2 separate regions of the Oncorhynchus mykiss genome follow, and region 1 is linked to region 2. Evidence: chromatin contacts called from public Hi-C data. All regions are on one chromosome and are shown on one strand. The core of a region is the stretch at or near the end of the contact, and the rest is flanking DNA. Distances in the headings are between cores, read along the strand shown.

Region 1 (4,948 bases), core at 1,598-4,097, 660 kb after region 2:
CGAACAGCCCCCGTGATATGCAGCTGTTCAGGGAAGCTAGAAACCATTATACACAGGCAGTTAGAAAAGCCAAGCCTTTTTCAAGCAGAAATTTGCTTCCTGCAACACTAACTCAAAAAAGTTCTGGGATACTGTAAAGTCCATGGAGAATAAGAACACCTCCTCCCAGCTGCCCACTGCACTGAAGATAGGAAACACTGCCACCACTGATAAATCCACCATAATTGAGAATGTCAATAAGCATTTTTCTACAGCTGGCCATGCTTTCCACCTGGCTACTCCTACCCCGGTCAACAGCACTGCACCCCCCACAGCAACTCACCCAAGCCTTCCCCATTTCTCCTTCTCCCAAATCCAGTCAGCTGATGTTCTGAAAGAGCTGCAAAATCTGGACCCCTACAAATCAGCCGGGCTAGACAATCTGGACCCTTTCTTTCTAAAATTATCTGCCGAAATTGTTGCCAACCCTATTACTAGCCTGTTCAACCTCTCTTTCGTGTCGTCTGAGATTCCCAAAGATTGGAAAGCAGCTGCGGTCATCCCCCTCTTCAAAGGGGGGGACACTCTTGACCCAAACTGCTACAGACCTATATCTATCCTGCCCTGCCTTTCTAAGGTCTTCGAAAGCCAAGTCAACAAACAGATTACCGACCATTTCGAATCTCACCATACCTTCTCTGCTATGCAATCTGGTTTCAGAACTGGTCATGGGTGCACCTCAGCCACACTCAAGGTCCTAAACATATCTTAACCGCCATCGATAAGAAACATTACTGTGCAGCCGTATTCATTGATCTGGCCAAGGCTTTCGACTGTCAATCACCACATCCTCATTGGCAGACTCGACAGCCTTGGTTTCTCAAATGATTGCCTTGCCTGGTTCACCAACTACTTCTCTGATAGAGTTCAGTGTGTCAAATCGGAGGGTCTGCTGTCCGGACCTCTGGCAGTCTCTATGGGGGTGCCACAGGGTTCAATTCTTGGACCGACTCTCTTCTCTGTATACATCAATGATGTCGCTCTTGCTGCTGGTGAATCTCTGATCCACCTCTATGCAGACGACACCATTCTGTATACTTCTGGCCCTTCTTTGTACACTGTGTTAACAACCCTCCAGGCAAGCTTCAATGCCATACAACTCTCCTTCCGTGGCCTCCAATTGCTCTTAAATACAAGTTAAACTAAATGCATGCTCTTCAACCGATCGCTGCCTGCACCTGCCCGCCTGTCCAACATCACTACTCTGGACGGCTCTGACTTAGAATACGTGGACAACTACAAATACTTAGGTGTCTGGTTAGACTGTAAACTCTACTTCCAGACCCATATCAAACATCTCCAATCCAAAGTTAAATCTAGAATTGGCTTCCTATTTCGCAACAAAGCATCCTTCACTCATGCTGCCAAACATACCCTTGTAAAACTGACCATCCTACCAATCCTCGACTTCGGCGATGTCATTTACAAAATAGCCTTCAATACCCTACTCAACAAATTGGATGCAGTCTATCACAGTGCAATCCATTTTGTCACCAAAGCCCCATATACTACCCACCATTGCGACCTGTACGCTCTCGTTGGCTGGCCCTCGCTTCATACTCGTCGCCAAACCCACTGGCTCCATGTCATCTACAAGACCCTGCTAGGTAAAGACCCCCCTTATCTCAGCTCGCTGGTCACCATAGCATCTCCCACCTGTAGCACACGCTCCAGCAGGTATATCTCTCTAGTCACCCCCAAAACCAATTCTTTCTTTGGCTGCCTCTCCTTCCAGTTCTCTGCTGCCTATGACTGGAACGAACTACAAAAATCTCTGAAACTGGAAACACTTATCTCCCTCACTAGCTTTAAGCACCAACTGTCAGAGCAGCTCACAGATTACTGCACCTGTACATAGCCCACCTATAATTTAGCCCAAACAACTACCTCTTTCCCTACTGTATTTTATTTATTTATTTATTTTGCTCCTTTGCACCCCATTATTTGTATTTCTACTTTGCACATTCTTCCACTGCAAATCTACAATTCCAGTGTTTTACTTGCTATATTGTATTTACTTTGCCACCATTGCCTTTTTTTGCCTTCACCTCCCTTATCTCACCTCATTTGCTCACATCGTATATAGACTTGTTTATACTGTATTATTGACTGTATGTTTGTTTTACTCCATGTGTAACTCTGTGTCGTTGTATGTGTCGAACTGCTTTGCTTTATCTTGGCCAGGTCGCAATTGTAAATGAGAACTTGTTCTCAACTTGCCTACCTGGTTAAATAAAGGTGAAATAAATAAAATAAAAAGTAAAGACCTTTTCTGTGGTGAAAAACTCATTCTGATTGGCTGGGCCTGGCTCCCAAGTGGGTGAGCCTTTGCCTTCACAGACCAACCGATGGCTGCGCCCATGCTAAATCATGTAGATCCATAGATTAGGGCCTAATTTATTTATTTAAATTGACTGATTTCCTTATATTAACCGTAACAGTAAAATAGTTGAAATTGTTGCGTTTATATGTTTGTTCAGTATAAAAAAACAAAGAAATAAAACACTTTTGACGTCCATTTGACAAAAGCTGGATCCCTTCTAGCCATGGCCTTCGTAAGTGCTTGTTGTTGCGGTTAAGGGATGTGACGTGGATGGTAAATAGGCTCACATTAATTGTTGTAATTGATTTGCAGTTTAATTGCGCAAATATTCACTACTTGAAGTAGCTTTCTATATTTACAATACTAAAATTATATGTACGAAAAAGTATTTGTATTTGGCACAAATTAGTAAAGCCCCGCTTTCCCCGGCCATAGTGTAACATGGTCACGTGCTTGCTTGAAAAAATATATATTTTCGCGAGGATTATTATTATTATTATTTTTAGCAAATATTGAACTTAAAAACGTGTATTTTTAATAAATATATACATGTAATAATATGTATTCATAAATATAGTCCTATATTAGTCTTTATCCTCAAATAGTTTATCTCAAACACCCCTACCACAAGTCTCAACGTGACACTTCCTTGTTTTTCGAAAAGTTTTATTTGGTAGTAGTTGGCTATCTATGGCTAGCACAATTTGACATGGGTCCTGTTGGAAAATGAGATGAGGTGCATTGATTAACATTTCTTCAACTTTAAGGTTTAGCTTAGGTTGTCCATGGCTGTAAATATAGGCTAGATACATTGAGAAGTGTAAACTAGCAGGGGAAGATGTTATCCGCGGCCAACGAAGATTTCAGGGTGAAGTTTCCACTACATTCCTTAGTCTGGGAAAATGATTACAGGAAATTGGAAAACGACTCAACAAAGGTAGCTATGTCAAAATATGGACAATGAGCTAGCTATATGTACTTTTCTGTTTCGCTGCCTTTAGCTAACTAACTACAGATGTATTTGCTTCAAAGTGTCTGAAGCTAGCTAGCACGTTACTAACTTGGCTACCTTGATAGCTAACGTTAGCTACTTGGCCTGACATGGATAACCATATACTTTGATTGGCGTAATTCCTAGGCTATGTATGCTCTGCCAGTTTAAGGGTTCATGGAATGCCATGTTGCATTATTGATCATATTAACTACAGTACACATTTCATTCAGCATAGCTAGCCGTCCTGTTTACATTACTACTGGCTACTTTGTTCGACATCTGGCACAGGCTGGCCACTGATTCTTGAAACGCATTAAGAGCTTAGAAACGGTATTTTCCTACTATAATAACCTAGCTGAGAATTGATGTGGATAATTATCAGGAAATCATAACCCAAAGATATGGTTGCTTTTCTCCATTCTAAATGTTTTTGTGGTCAGTTGAGTATTTGTTATTAACAGGAAATGAGGGAGTTCTTTTAACCTGAGCCGCGGTGAACCGGTTTATGGCCCGTGAAGTGCAAAAGTGGTGAGGGAGGAGCGCCCTTCACAAATTAACAGTAATCTGAGCTGCTCAGATTTAGCCTCTTTTAGAATAGGAGAGTGAAATACACTCTCGTCTCTAACATGTAGGCTCAGCATTCCGGAACAGTCCCATTCCAAGTCATAATGTTGAACAAACTCCATTTCAACTTACTTCACCTGTTGTCTTCTGATTTTGCCACTATGTCTGAGGTAATCTGATACAAAATATCCACAGGGAAGCGTTATCAATCAGACCTTCAGTATGCTGGTCTGTGTATTGATTTGTGTTTTTATTTTCATTACTGACACAATTCGCACAAACAGTTGCACAATATGGCTGAGCCAAACCGAACCACAGGGTGCATGTTGTCCCGCACAATCAGCTGGCAAATTTTACTAACACTTCCAGATTGAGGAAATGTGCTTCGGATGATATGTTTGGTTACATTTGGCTATTGTTTATATTGTGCAATGCGTCAGGAGATTGAAAATACAAGCGGCAGAACCTACCGGTGCTGCAAAAAGTTGGGTAAACAACACTTTCCTGTGTATACCCTATCTCCACCTCCTAACTTCAAAAGGACCAACAGCATGTACAACCGGTAAAGTAAGTGTAAATATAATTGTATTCAACATTCTGGCTTGTAGGGAACTGTTTGTAAGCAGATTTCTTTCAGACTGAATATCCATGAGGAAATCTAATTCAATCACTTTTCACCCGGTGCAAACTCCTCCCACCTGGGTAACCCGGGCCAGATGATCGAATCTCCTCAGTGTAGCTATAACTCCCAGTGTGTATGATGTCGATCTCATGGAGATCTCGAGAGATTCTCTTTAGGTAGCTAGGCTATTTGTTTTTGAAGCCATTGCAATGCTTGTTTGTTTGTTTCTCTCAGAACGACGTAGAGGCTGTGGATCCCAGGGGAAGGACACCGCTCCACCTGGCTGTGTCGCTGGGCCACCTGGAGTCGGTGAGAGTGCTTCTGAGAAATGGCGCTGAAGTTACCAAAGAGAATGCCAAGAATTGGACAGGTTAGGCCGGCTTTCCTCCATGACATACTGCAATCC
Region 2 (4,787 bases), core at 137-2,636:
GAACGGTGAGCAAAAATCCCAGAACCACACGGGGGGACCTAGTGAATGACCTGCAGAGAGCTGGGACCAAAGTAACAAAGCCTACCATCAGTAACACACTACGCCGCCAGGGACTCAAATCCTGCAGTGCCAGACGTGTCCCCCTGCTTAAGCCAGTACATGTCCAGGCCCGTCTGAAGTTGGCTAGAGAGCATTTGGATGATCCAGAAGAAGATTGGGAGAATGTCATATGGTCAGATGAAACCAAAATATAACTTTTTGGTAAAAACTCAACTTGTCATGTTTGGAGGACAAAGAATGCTGAGTTGCATCCAAAGAACACCATACCTACCTAAGCATGGGGGTGGAAACATCATGCTTTGGGGCTGTTTTTCTGCAAAGGGACCAGGACGACTGATCCGTGTAAAGGAAAGAATGAATGGGGCCATGTATCGTGAGATTTTGAGTGGAAACCTCCTTCCATCAGCAAGGGCATTGGAGATGAAACGTGGCTGGGTCTTTCAGCATGACAATGATCCCAAAGACACCGCCCGGGCAACGAAGGAGTGGCTTCGTAAGAAGCATTTCAAGGTCCTGGAGTGGCCTAGCCAGTCTCCAGATCTCAACCCCATAGAAAATCTTTGGAGGGAGTTGAAAGTCTGTATTGCCCAGCAACAGCCCCAAAACATCACTGCTCTAGAGGAGATCTGCATGGAGGAATGGGCCAAAATACCAGCAACAGTGTGTGAAAACCTTGTGAAGACGTTTGACCTCTGTCATTGCCAACAAAGGGTATATAACAAAGTATTGAGATAAACTTTGTTATTGACCAAATACTTATTTTCCACCATAATTTGCAAATAAATTCATTAAAAATCCTACAATGTGATTTTCTGGATTTTTTCTCATTTTGTCTGTCATACCTATGATGAAAATTACAGGCCTCTCTCATCTTTTTAAGTGGGAGAACTGGCACAATTGGTGGCTGACTAAATACTTTTTTGCCCCACTGTATAGTAGCCTAACCTTACAAGTTTACACAAACATATTGGACTTGGAATGTCAAAATGCCTAAATTCTTACGCAATTTGTAAGACAAAAGAGACCCTTCTATTTACTTATATTATGTGATGTATAGTCTACTACATTAATACTACTGTAAACAGTGCTACCGACATAGGCCTCCTTGTTCTTTTGAGCTGTACTTCTGTATTTTAGTCTCAGGGCGACGCTGTCAAGCCTTCTAATGGACGTGACTAGATGGGATACGGTTTATGTCAGACTCGCACAGAATATATTTTTTACGTAGTCGGTTAGAATTTACGCAGCCGGTTAGGATAATTCAATTATGATTCGGAAAACTGTTGAGTTAGCTAAAATGCTAAACTCCGCACAAAACAAATCTTCTTTAGACGTCAATTTGACAACTGTATTCAATCTAGCCGTAACCTCATCTAAAACGCAAATGGTTCTATCTGTGAGCAAATCATAGACACTGTGCATCACCGTAAACGTTCCCCCTGTCATTTTAAAGATGGTGGAAGGTAGTTCTACAACTGTCATGTCGGGCGGTAGAAAGCCCCGTTCTGTGGCAAACCCTCTGGAATCCGCGATCACCACACCCAGTGAACGAATCTTGAGAGAATGCCACAATTTATATATCGACAGCGAAAACGGTAAATAGCAAGCTATTTCTACACACAGCCTACATGATCAATAGAACAGCCGTGCATATTCGTCAAGCCTGCTGTTCAACAAAGTAGCAATTCATTTAAAAGTTAATGCCTGTGTTTACACGTGCTCGAATGTTCTACTCTGATCATCAAGCGTTGTCTGTCACTATCCACTAATATGTCAAACACCCCAAACAAACAGGGTCTTTAACAGTGGCAAACTTCTTGGTATTGTTGTTTTAACCAGGTCTTTAACCAAGTGTTTGGATGTGTATTTGGCATTAAAAAAATGTACAATATTGGTCTTATGTCATATTTTAAATAATAAATATAGCCTACAGTTTGTCAAGTGGTGGAAAACGTACTCAATTGTCATACTTGAATAAAAGTAAAGATACCTTAATAGAAAATGTCTCAAGTAAAAGTGAAACTCACCCAGTAAAACACTACTTCAGCAAAAAGTCTAAGTATTTGGTTTAAAAAATACTTAAGTGTCAAACGTAAAATGGAATTGTTAAAATGTACTTATGTATCAAAAGTAAAAGTATAAACCATTTCAAATTCCTTATATTAAGCAAACCAGACGGCATCATTTTCTTTTTTATTTATTTATTGGCAAATAGCCACGGGCACAATCCAACACGCAGACATCATTTACAAATTAAGCGTTTGTGTTTATTGAATCCGCCAGATTAAAGGCAGTAGGGATGACCATTAAGTGTGTTAATTGGACCATTTTTCTGTCAAAATTTAAGGAGTACTTTTGGTTGTCAGGGAAAATATATGGAGTTAAAAGTACATTATTTTCTTTAGGACTATAGTGAAGTAAAATTTGGCAAAAATATAAATAGTAAAGTACAGATACCCTAAAAAACAATGTAAGTAGTACATCGAAGTATCTTTACTTAAATACTTTACACCACTGCAGTTTGTTGGCCAGATCATGCTCTCAGGGCCTAGGGCCTACTCTATGTTCATGCCCTATTTCCTGAGCTAGATAGATATAGATACATTTTTCAACCATTTAAAAAAAAAAAATAATCTTAATGTGGCATAAGTAAATGTTGTGATATCTGGATAAAGATGGAAAAGGGGTCTTAGAAAAACATTGTTGGAAAAGGACCCATAATAAGTAAGCATTTCACTGTTAGTCTACACCACAAATTTGATTAGATTTGATAGCACGGCTTGCCTGACCCATACTGAAACGGTAGTGTCCGAAAGAAAGGAAAGCCGTCTGACCTGTGTATGTTTGTGTGTGTTCAGGGCTGGTGAAGATATCAAGCCGACTGGGTCTCCGGCTCCTTCCTCCACGGAAGAAGATCATTGTGATGATAATGGGGAACCACTCTGCTGGAAAAAGCTCATTTATTAATTGGTAATATAGCTCCCTAGTATCACTGCTAAGGATCGGCACAGGCTAGGCCACAAATCAAGAGCCGAGTCGAGTGTAGGAAGGAAGGAAAGAGGGCAGGAGAAAGGAAGAGGCAAATATGTTTGTTAAAATGTGGCTGACGAATGTCCACACAGGGACATGGATTGGAGGTGCTGCAAGATACAGCATTAGCCTAGACGTTGTGGTCTAACAATCCGGTGATTTATTTACCCGAGACCTTTCCTAATGGAAAGAAAGGAATCTAGCAATTTAGTGAGGATGTGAAATACCTAAGAATGTAGATGTATGAGTCTGTTTAATGAATATGACATGTAAAGATTCTGTTTTTGTTTTGCATTTGCTTTGTGTAACGTTTTCATTATCACACTGTATCCTAAAGGATATCATGAATGTCATAGTCACACATACATTTGAAATTAATAATAACTGTCAAGTTTGATTCTGTGATTTAAATATTTATATATATTTTTTTAAATCCCTAGTGATGGAATTTGTCAATGTGCAGTGCATTTCACACAATTGTTGACTCAATTTCACTTGCTGCCATTTCAGGTATGTGGAAGAACATATACAGAAAACAGGCGTTGCCATAGAAACGCAGGGATTTACGTTTATAACAAGTGGTCGGAAAAGAGAATCGCTGACGGTAAGTTCGTAGCACCACGCCACCGCTGCTGTGAATGTCTCTCAAAGCTCTTTTAACCATGTTGTAAACAACTTGCTTCGTATTCAGCCAGTGGCGATTGAATACCATAACAGTAAGCCTTGTGGTATGCTAATAATTGCTTACCAATGGTTTACTGTCGCTGGCGCCATGAATCTCATTCATTGCAGCCATAACTATGATCACTGGAGCCTGTTGTTGGTCACCGCTGGTACATATTTAGGAAATCTTTACAGCGTTGTACACTCATTTGAGATTTAGGCATATAGCTGGATCTACACATTGATGTACAGTGCCCTCCGTAAGTATTGAGACTGTGACACACTTGTTGTTGTTTTGACTCTGTACTGCAGCACTTTCAAGTTTAAATGATATAATGACTATGAGGTTAAAGACTGTCAGCTTTAATTTGAGAGTGTTTTCATCCATACCGGGTGAACCGTTTTATAAATTACATTACAGCACTTTTTGTACATAGTCCCCCAGTTTTAGGGGACCAAAAGTATTAGTACAAATGAACCTATACCGTATATATTAAAGTAGTCAAAAGTTTAGTATTTGGTCTCAAATTCCTAGCATGTAATGATTACACCAAGCTTGTAACTCTACACACTTGTTGGATGCATTGGCTGTTTGTTTTGGTTGTGTTTCAGACTATTTTGTGCCCAATAGAAATTAATAGTAAATAATGTATTGTGTTTTGGATTCCCTTTTTTTAATGTAAATAAGAATAGAATATATTTCTTAACACTTCTACATCAATGTGGATGCTACCATGATTACGGATAGTCCTGAATTAATCGTGAATGATGACATGTCAAAGTTAAGAAATGCTAACCACTCCACAGGTTAGCATTTTTGGGGGTATGATATTTGTGTGTCTTAACTTTCTCATTATCATTAGTCACAATTAATTCAGGACTAACATATTATATTCTATTATATTCTTATTTACAATAAAGGTGACTTGAAAATTACACTACATTATTTACCATTTGTATTTATTGACTTTTGTATTTGTATTAATTAGGGATCCCCATTAGCTGTTGCCAAGGCAGCAGCTACTCTTCCTGGG

Evidence for each region. Hi-C and Micro-C count contacts between places; a contact is called where the count stands out from the background.
Region 1: a contact with region 2 is called in a Hi-C map of liver, with 9 times the contacts expected there. The contact joins the promoter of ankrd13a here to the promoter of si:dkey-98f17.5 in region 2. A contact is called at or near these places in 2 of 3 Hi-C or Micro-C datasets (blood and liver).

Annotation. Positions count from the first base shown.
Region 1 is chr11:46,647,182-46,652,129 of USDA_OmykA_1.1, forward strand. ankrd13a (ankyrin repeat domain-containing protein 13A) reads left to right here and starts at 2,848. Exons shown (of 16, transcript XM_021621016.2): 1 at 2,848-3,299; 2 at 4,361-4,487; 3 at 4,777-4,912. The coding sequence starts at 3,265.
Region 2 is chr11:45,991,802-45,996,588 of USDA_OmykA_1.1, forward strand. It overlaps si:dkey-98f17.5, which reads left to right and starts at 1,387. Exons shown (of 12, transcript XM_021620975.2): 1 at 1,387-1,655; 2 at 2,919-3,030; 3 at 3,601-3,694. The coding sequence starts at 1,514.